Linked DNA regions of Triticum aestivum: region 1 is linked to region 2. The links are chromatin contacts, called in public Hi-C maps. All regions are on one chromosome and are shown on one strand. The core of a region is the stretch at or near the end of the contact, and the rest is flanking DNA. Distances in the headings are between cores, read along the strand shown.

Region 1 (4,414 bases), core at 1,207-3,706, 290 kb after region 2:
TTGCTTCACGATACTTCACAAAACCCGGGATGCATCAGTATCCTCTCGAGTCATCACATGCTCACTGTACCGTTATCCTCAATACCGGTTTTGTTCTTCTTTCTCGTTATTGTGTTCTGGCATCCCATGACATGGTCACCTGTGTCTGGCTAGACGATGATGGATGTCGTCACACCGAGAGGGCCCTAAGAATATGTCCCCACCGAGAGGGCCCTAAGAATGTCTCTTGAGATATCTAGTCCCTTGTCAAACTTTCCGATGAGCCTGTAAGTTGTGTTATGATCACCATGTTAAATGTGACGTTTGAGAAACCCCAAAGTCCACCGAACCATAAGAAGTGACTACAATACTCTCATGGTCTAAGGAGCAAAATCACATGTTAACACTCTGAGTTATTACAATTTATTACAAACAATATAAACTCAATTCATAACAGACAAGTTTGGGTCGATTCAATATGATCGCTCTTCCAACGTCATAATCTCAATGTTGTTTTAGGACTATCGTTTAACACTTAACGATATCCTAAGATCCAAAAAACATGATCACCAACAACATTTGAGCTAGTCCGAGAGGCAAGACTAGGAACCTTTTATTTAACCGTTTATTTTTCCACACGTGCATATGAGTTTTCCACTGAATCGCATATTCCAGAATTCTTTAACTATGAATCCAAAAATATAATAATACAAATATTATTGCCTCTAGGGCATATTCCAACAGACACCGCAGAGTTGGCCACACGAGCGTACGACGCAGCGACGCTCCGGTACATCCGAAGTCGGGCGGTGATCAACTTCCTTGAGGAGGATGACTACGCAGAGTTCCTCGCCCCTTCGGTTCGGGTCGTGTCCCGTGAGGAGGAGAAGGCATGCCGTTGGGCTGAGGCGCAACGCAACGCCAAGACCAACGATGTGCTTTACATGGCGAAGTTCATCCAGGCCCATCGAGAGGTCGTCGTGTGGAATTTTTCATTCTTCGTCGAGAAGGAGGCGCATCGCAAGGAGAGAAAAGAGGAGGAGGAGGAGGATCACATGATCTTTTGCCAAGTTTGCTGAGTTGTTTGACCAGCTTGAGATGGAGCTCTCCAACGAGGAGGAGAAGGTGAAGGCGTCTACCGGCAGTGACCACGAAGCAGGCCCTTCCGGCGAAGGTGTGATCAACACCGACTCGGACTTCGATGCCTTCGACCCGTATTGTATGCGTACAAAAAAGCGTTGGATCCGTGATGGTCTACTGTGGCAGTGTCGCCGTAGTAGTGATGTTCTATCATAGTAGTGTGCAATTGTGTGTTTTTAATATTTAATGTTCAACATTTTATAGTAAACTTCGTAATTTTGAAATATGCAATGAATTATGTTCAAAATTCAAAATCGAGGGCATTAGTTTTAAGGCATTTGTTACAGAAAAAAATAGTGCTCTAAAACATGTTCTCATCACCTATAATCAATTTTAGGGTATCTGTTGAAGATGCTCTAATAATCAACCAACAAACCGGTCTTTGTCTCTCCCCCCCCCTCTCCAACACGCCATATATTTAGGGGATATAATTAGTTGGGGAATGTCAAGCTAGCGAAAAGCTCTGACATACTGGATATCACAGAACACATTCTCATTCATGCTAGCCGACTCAAGCTGTGCCTAAAGCCGCATAGACAAGAATAAAGAGAGTTCGGGTAGGAGCTGTCTCTAGTTTGGTAAAGAGAGGAAAGGCCCGCGACGATTATTCGGAAAAGATCAACATTTCATTATTGGACACTTGAGTTTTGTTGAATATAAACATGAGTTGATATTAAATTTCCTTGATTCCATTCCTCATTTCGACGATTTCGCTGACTAAAACAGACAACCAAGTAACCAACCACATCGTGCATGCGTCTCGATCACACAACGGCACTAATAAACCAGTCTTTATTTCTCTTACTCTCCGACACGCCATATAATTAGGGGATATAATTGGACGGGGAATGTAAAGCTAGCGAATCACAAACCACCGCATGAACGGCCGCCGTCCAGCTTTGCTCCAGATGGTAGTTCCAGAGCACACGACGCCGCCGTCGGCGCCCAAGTCCCAAACAATCCCCGAAATGAATAGCTCCAAATGTCACCGGCCGACGTGCCTACGGCCGGGGGGAGGTTCCGGAGGCAGCATACATGTATACCTCGAGAGTTGCTTTGCCATGAATTATTCTAGTAATACTAATTTAATCCAGAAGCGAACGTGTAATCGCATTACAATAGTGCATCAGGTTAGAGCCTAATAATCTCGCAATTAGCAGTACGCGCGACGGGAACATTCCCCCCGGATGGGATGGGACACCACCCCGTGCCCAGCGCAGCGGGACCTCAGGAATTCGTAGCACGCTTCGTTTGACCGCGCGGCAACAGCAGCCGCCGCGCTTCGCTTCCCTGGCACGACCGCGTCCACCTCCCGCTGGCTGTTTCGCCCAGACCCGCCAGTGAAACGCCGTGGCCTAACTGCCGAGTGCCCGCGACGAGTCAAACTCCCCGACGCGTCAGCGTCTTCTCCCCTCGCTCCCAGCCCATCCCCTCTGGCTACAGACTGTCGAATGGTGCCAAGCTTCCTCCGCCCCTCCCGCTAGGGTTCCGGCTCCGCGCCACGCCGCCATGGAGGCTCCGCTCCTCCCCCTGCTCCTGCTCTTCCTGGCCGCCGCGGCGGGCCCGAACGCGGCCACCGCAGCGAGGGACGGCTGCACCTCGGGCTGCGACCACGCGCTGGGCTCCTACTACGTCGCGTCCAACCAGAACGTCACCTACATCGCCAGCCTCTTCGGGTTCTCCGACTACCGAGTGCTCGGCAAGTACAACCCCGGGATCCCCAACCTCGACTTCGTCGCCGCCGGGGACCGCCTCAACGTCCCCTTCCCCTGCCAATGCATCGCGCCGCCGTCCGCCCCGGCCTCCACCTTCCTCGCCGCCCCTATCCGCTACGACGTCCACACCGGAGACACCTACATCAGCATCGCCGACCAATTCAACAACCTCACCACCCCCGCCTGGCTGCAGGCCACAAACACCTACCCGGCCAACAACATCCCCGACGTCGGCTCCGTCAACGTCACCGTCAACTGCTCATGCGGCGACCCTGGGATTTCCACCGCTTACGGCCTCTTCCTCACATACCCGCTCAGGGACAGAGAGACCCTCGCCTCTGTCGCCGCCAATCATAGCTTCTCGTCGCCGGAGCAGATGGACCTGCTCAGAAAGTATAACCCCGGGATGGATGGTGTCACCGGGAGCGGCATCGTGTATATCCCAGCCAAAGGTCAGGCTTCACAACTCCATCGTATATAGATTTAGCTGACTCAACTGTGGCGTGCAGTTTCAGTTTAATTGAATTGAATTCAAATAGTGCTGCTATTCGAATTGAATTGTGGGGATAAATTGCTCTAGAGAAGTGCGGTGTGCAGTTTTATGCTCAGTTGTAGAGTGATATTGGTGCTCTGTTCAAAATTCCTAACGAAGTTATAAAATGGGCACCAGAAACCGTTTTGGATTCTCAAGTTCGATCTATATTAATGATTGTGGGTGTAGAATGAACCGATTGGACTCTGGTTATGATGCCGGCGGCATATATTTCTTCCTTCATGTACCATTTTGTTCCAACATATTGATTGATATTGTTCTATGTTGCTGATTCTGTGGGTTGGGTCATGCCAATTCTGCATACTAGACTATACCCCGCACATTGCCACGGAATTGGATATATAGTTTCTAAATATTGTCTAGAATACTAGTTAAGTCCTTACATTTAAACTATGTGAGAAATTTCTGCATAAGCAAAAAAAAAAACTTAACATGAGAAGTTGTGCATGTCACAATTAAATGCAATTTGATTAAAAACCCACTTAAAATGTGCTAATGCATGTTGCATAGTATAGGATTCTCATGCGTAGATCAGACAGATGCTGGTGGATCAAGCTAGTAAGTCTACAAAAATGCTAAAAAACTGACGTCAGATTTTTAGCATGGCAAGTCGAACGTTTTTCATGGCAATTTATGTTGGCGTGAGGATGTCAAATCTGGTTGGCGAGCACGGTAATTTCTGGCAAAAAAATAAACTGAGGCGGATTTGCCATGCTCACCAACTAAACTTGCCACCCTCGGTAAACATAATTTGCCGTGAAAAAACTTTCAGTTTGCCATGCCTAAAAATCTGACGTTTGCTGGATATTCGGGTCCTAAATCTAACGACTACAACAATTTTGATGATGTGGAAGCACACATGTTCAGATAACTAGAAGTAGTGGGGATCACTCTTTTAGGTTTATAGGATACGGTAACTTTAGTAAGAAAATTGCCTAATATTTCTGGGGACCCAAACGATCTTTGCATAATTCGTGAATAGTGCTGCTATTCAAATTGAATTGTGGGGAATTCGGTTAAATTTTAG
Region 2 (4,262 bases), core at 128-2,627:
TTTTCCTTTGAATATAATTGTAAATCAGGTTAGGGCCGTTTCCAGGGTGGTTAATCTTTCAGCACTTGTTGTTCGCCCGCTATGCATCTGCTTTGCTTTTCCTGCACTAATCGAGCAAAAGAAAGACATGTGAGACCGGGCTGGAAAATTCTAACACATGAGATGTAAACAGGCATCTCCCACGTTCCACTTAAGCACCCAGATCCATAAGTTGCCCATAAAATTATCGACATGCTAGGGGTTGAGGCCACAGAGAGATGATTATAGGTGGGCTCGTTGAATCGTACCCAAAAGAAACCGGAAACCACAGATCAAGTATAGTTTTAACCGGCTAACCTGTTAAACTCCGTTTCTGCAAAAGCCATCTCCTCTTCTCCATCTGCTTTTCCACAGGGCAAGGCTTGGAGCGAGGGGCATGCTTAATGATGTTTGCCCACCATCAAGATCCGTTATGCCATCCCTGTGACGAAGGCTGCTACCAGTTGAGCATGTACTCATACGAGCATTAATAGCGTCTGGCCCACTCCTGTGATGTATAACGCGACGTATTCAAGTGCGTCCGTAATTAACGCGTCAGGTATTACAAATGGGCCTATATTAAGTAGCCATCTTGATGCACAACAGGACGTCTCAGATTACGGCATCGCGTGGCCGCATGTCCCAAAAATTCACGTCCCAAATATATACCATATGAAACGGAAATCCAATTTGGCTCCCGGGAGCACGTGCTCCTGCCCGCGAAAAATGATTTTTAATATGTTAAAAAATCCCAACAATTTTTTTATGTATTTTATAGTCACATCCAAATGCTACCTGCAAAGTTTTAGGCAAAAAGGTTAAACATTTTGGCTTGTGCAAAAAAATAAAATTGAACACCACATATTACCCAAAAATGTCACCTCAAATTTGTTTTTTCACCGACGAAACACTAGTGCTTCACTTCGCATGAAAATTGTCAAGCATGCTTGTGACACTAACCCGAACATCCACAAAAAAATCAGATTTTTTTGGAAACATTTTACCACATTTTTTTTGGTATTGTTCATCCGTGAGCAAATGCTCCTCGGAGCCAAAACGCTTCCCCGTATGAAAATACGTTTCATGGCGAATCTAATGATATTGATTTGGTATTCTATATGTTGATATTTTTTTCCCTGTGCATTATCCCTGTGCTGCAAATCTTCACCGTCCGATACTATTGGCCCAACGGTCCAGATCACATCCCAACACACTGTCACTCTTGCGTAAACATCCCTCCAATGCGGAGTAGTATCACACACGAGGCACCTAACAAGCCAGGCCCGGATCACGCAGACACACTTCCACCGAACGGCAATAAGTTGGTAACACGAGGGTGGAAACGCACAACCGCCGCGACCTCGCACGCTGTCGATGGTGTTTATGCGATTCCGCCCCCAGCTTATCGCCTCCTCCCTCTCCCGAGCCCCTAAACCCAGCAGAACCCTAGCCCCACAGCCCCTCGCCGCCGCCGCTGCGCGCCGCCGCTCCCTCACCGCGACCCTCTCTTTCTCCTCCTCCTCCTCCATGGCCGGGGCAGCACCCTCGGAGGAAGCGCTCCGCCGGGCGCTGGCGGAGAGGCAGACGGCAGTGGACGCGCAGGCCGATGCCGTGCGGTCACTCAAGGCCTCCGGCGCCAAGGAGGGCGTCGACGCGGCGGTCGAGGCGCTGAAGGCGCTCAAGATCGAGGCTGGCGCGGCCGCGCGCAGGCTGCAAGCCGCCGTCGGGTCCGGCGGCGGCGCCGCGCGGGAGGAGATGCGGCAGACAGTGGTGAACACCCTCGAGCGGAAGCTCTTCTACATACCTTCGTTCAAGATCTACCGCGGCGTCGCCGGCCTGTACGACTACGGGCCGCCCGGGTGTGCGGTCAAGTCCAACGTCCTGGCCTTCTGGAGGCAGGTGAGTGAGGCCGCCAGCCCATCTCGAAATGTTGTGGTTTATTTTTCATGCTTGTATCGCAGTCGATGTTGCGTAGCTGCTGCGATTTGATGTAGGGGTATTTGGGTAGCGATGATTTACCACTTGCACCGTGGTTTATGTGGAACTTGGATATGGAATCTAGATATATTGAACAAGGAAGATAGTTACCCATGTTTCAGTAAAGAATCTAGATATGGAAACTTACAAGTGCACACCTCTAAAGGCGATTAAACAAGTTTTTTTTAGTTTTTACATATCACTTGCATTTTCTGCCACTGCAGTACTTGAATTACAATATGGCAATTTATTTATGACGAAGATTCCTGATGTCAGTTCATTAGTACTAGTTGGTAAATATGGATTTTGTCAGTTCATTTCTATGCCTGATATTGGTGGAGATCAGGGTTCAATTTGCTAGCTTGTATTGGTACGGTTCTGTTTCTTTCTGAATTATTTTCTGTGCTTGATGTTGGTTGGGTTTAGATAGTAATATATTTTATGTTGCTGTATTTTATGACACCATCTCGTGCAATTTGTTTTGGGAAGATGCTAATTTCTCCATTCCTTTTCCAGCATTTTGTTCTGGAGGAGAATATGTTGGAGGTTGACTGCCCCTGTGTGACACCTGAGGTTGTCTTGAAGGCATCAGGGCATGTCGAGAAGTTCACCGACCTCATGGTTAAGGATGAGAAGACAGGCACATGCTATCGTGCTGATCACCTGTTGAAAGATTTCTGCAAGGACAAGCTTGAGAAGGATCTCACCTTGTCCCCTGAGACGGCTGCCGAGTTTAAGCGCGTCCTTGCTGTGTTAGATGACCTCTCACCAGAGGAACTCGGTGCAAAGATCAAGGAATATGGCATTGTTGCCCCTGATACAAAGAACCCACTCTCTGCTCCCTACCCATTCAATCTTATGTTCCAGACATCAATTGGCCCAACAGGTCTTAGCGTGGGGTAAGAAGATTACCAGTCACCACATTAATCATTTTTTTGTGCTGAATTGACCAAACATGCTCATTTTGTGTGTGAACAAATAGGTATATGAGGCCAGAGACTGCACAGGGTATTTTTGTCAACTTCAAGGACTTGTACTACTACAATGGCCAAAAGCTTCCCTTTGCAGCAGCTCAAATTGGTCAAGCATTCCGCAATGAGGTCTGTGGTGTGTCACACCATGCTTTTAGCTTTCATTGGATTGTCAGTAAAACTGCCATTTCACTTGCTAATTCTTTGCATGTTTGCAACGTTATTATACTTCACTAACAGATTATTCTTCATATGATGATTCAGCACATAGTGTTTGCTTCCTGAATTTAATCAAATGTTCAATCTAGACTTATTTTTTTCATGGAATTTATGATTCTGTTGACTTAAGACTACTTCTGTTTTTATTTAAAATATTTATGCAACATGATTTTTAATGAATGATGGGTGTTCTTCATGTGGCAACCAAAGTTCAAAAAGGCGCTGGGCGTTACTTATGCGTTTTGTGACCTACTTGCGCACAGCCCGCTTATGCGTCGCCTAGGCGCGCGTAGGCGTTTCCACTGTAGCATGAAGAAATAAGGTAGATGGGCTGATCTGGCCCATTAAACCACTGGCCCATCTATTCCATTCTCCTACTAAAGCCTCCCATACGTGCACAGTCGACACAAAATTAGGGATCCTCCTCACGCGGCCTCTCTCCTTCCTCTCTGCCTTGCTGCACATGGGAACCAGTCAGCCAGTGAAGCTCGATTTCTCGCCGGAGATGCTTGATCCCTCGCCGGAATCAGTCGATTTCTCACCGGAGATGCTTGATCCCTCGCCGGAATCAGTCGATTTCTCACCGGAGATGCTTGATCCCTCGCCGGAATCAGTCGATTTCTCACCGGAGATGCTTGATCCCTCGCCGGAATCAGTCGATTTGTCGCTGGATTGGTCGAATCCTCGTCGGGGAGGATGGAACTTCACTGGGGAGGTCAAATCCTGGCCGGGGAGATTGATTCCCTGCCTGAGAAACACGATTTCTTGCCAGAGGACCTCGCTGGGCGCTTTTCTGAGCGCCTAGGGCCAAAGCGAGGCGCTATGCCAGCGCCCAGAGCTTAAGTGCGCCTAGGCGAGCGCCTAGTAGCGCCTTCTTGAACAGTGGTGGCAACAATACTGCTAAACCTAGACTTTTTTATATAGAGAATGTATGGGCTGTTGTTTAAACTACTCTGCTTCTGTTTTTGTTAAAAATGTTTTGCAACATGATTTTTGAATGAATGGTTGATGATCTTCATGCTGTGAAAAGAAGATGAACGGTAAATCTAGACTTTTTATACACAGAGTGTATTATGC

The links. A called contact is a pair of places that touch in the nucleus more often than the background predicts.
Region 1: a contact with region 2 is called in a Hi-C map of an unstated tissue, with 5 times the contacts expected there. The contact joins the promoter of LOC123164992 here to the promoter of LOC123170395 in region 2. A contact is called at or near these places in 2 of 5 Hi-C or Micro-C datasets (leaf and an unstated tissue).

Annotation. Positions count from the first base shown.
Region 1 is chr7D:248,780,500-248,784,913 of IWGSC CS RefSeq v2.1, forward strand. It overlaps LOC123164992 (chitin elicitor receptor kinase 1), which reads left to right and starts at 2,457. Exons shown (of 11, transcript XM_044582614.1): 1 at 2,457-3,286. The coding sequence starts at 2,629.
Region 2 is chr7D:248,495,236-248,499,497 of IWGSC CS RefSeq v2.1, forward strand. It overlaps LOC123170395 (glycine--tRNA ligase, mitochondrial 1), which reads left to right and starts at 1,378. Exons shown (of 9, transcript XM_044588256.1): 1 at 1,378-1,917; 2 at 2,512-2,894; 3 at 2,978-3,095. The coding sequence starts at 1,393.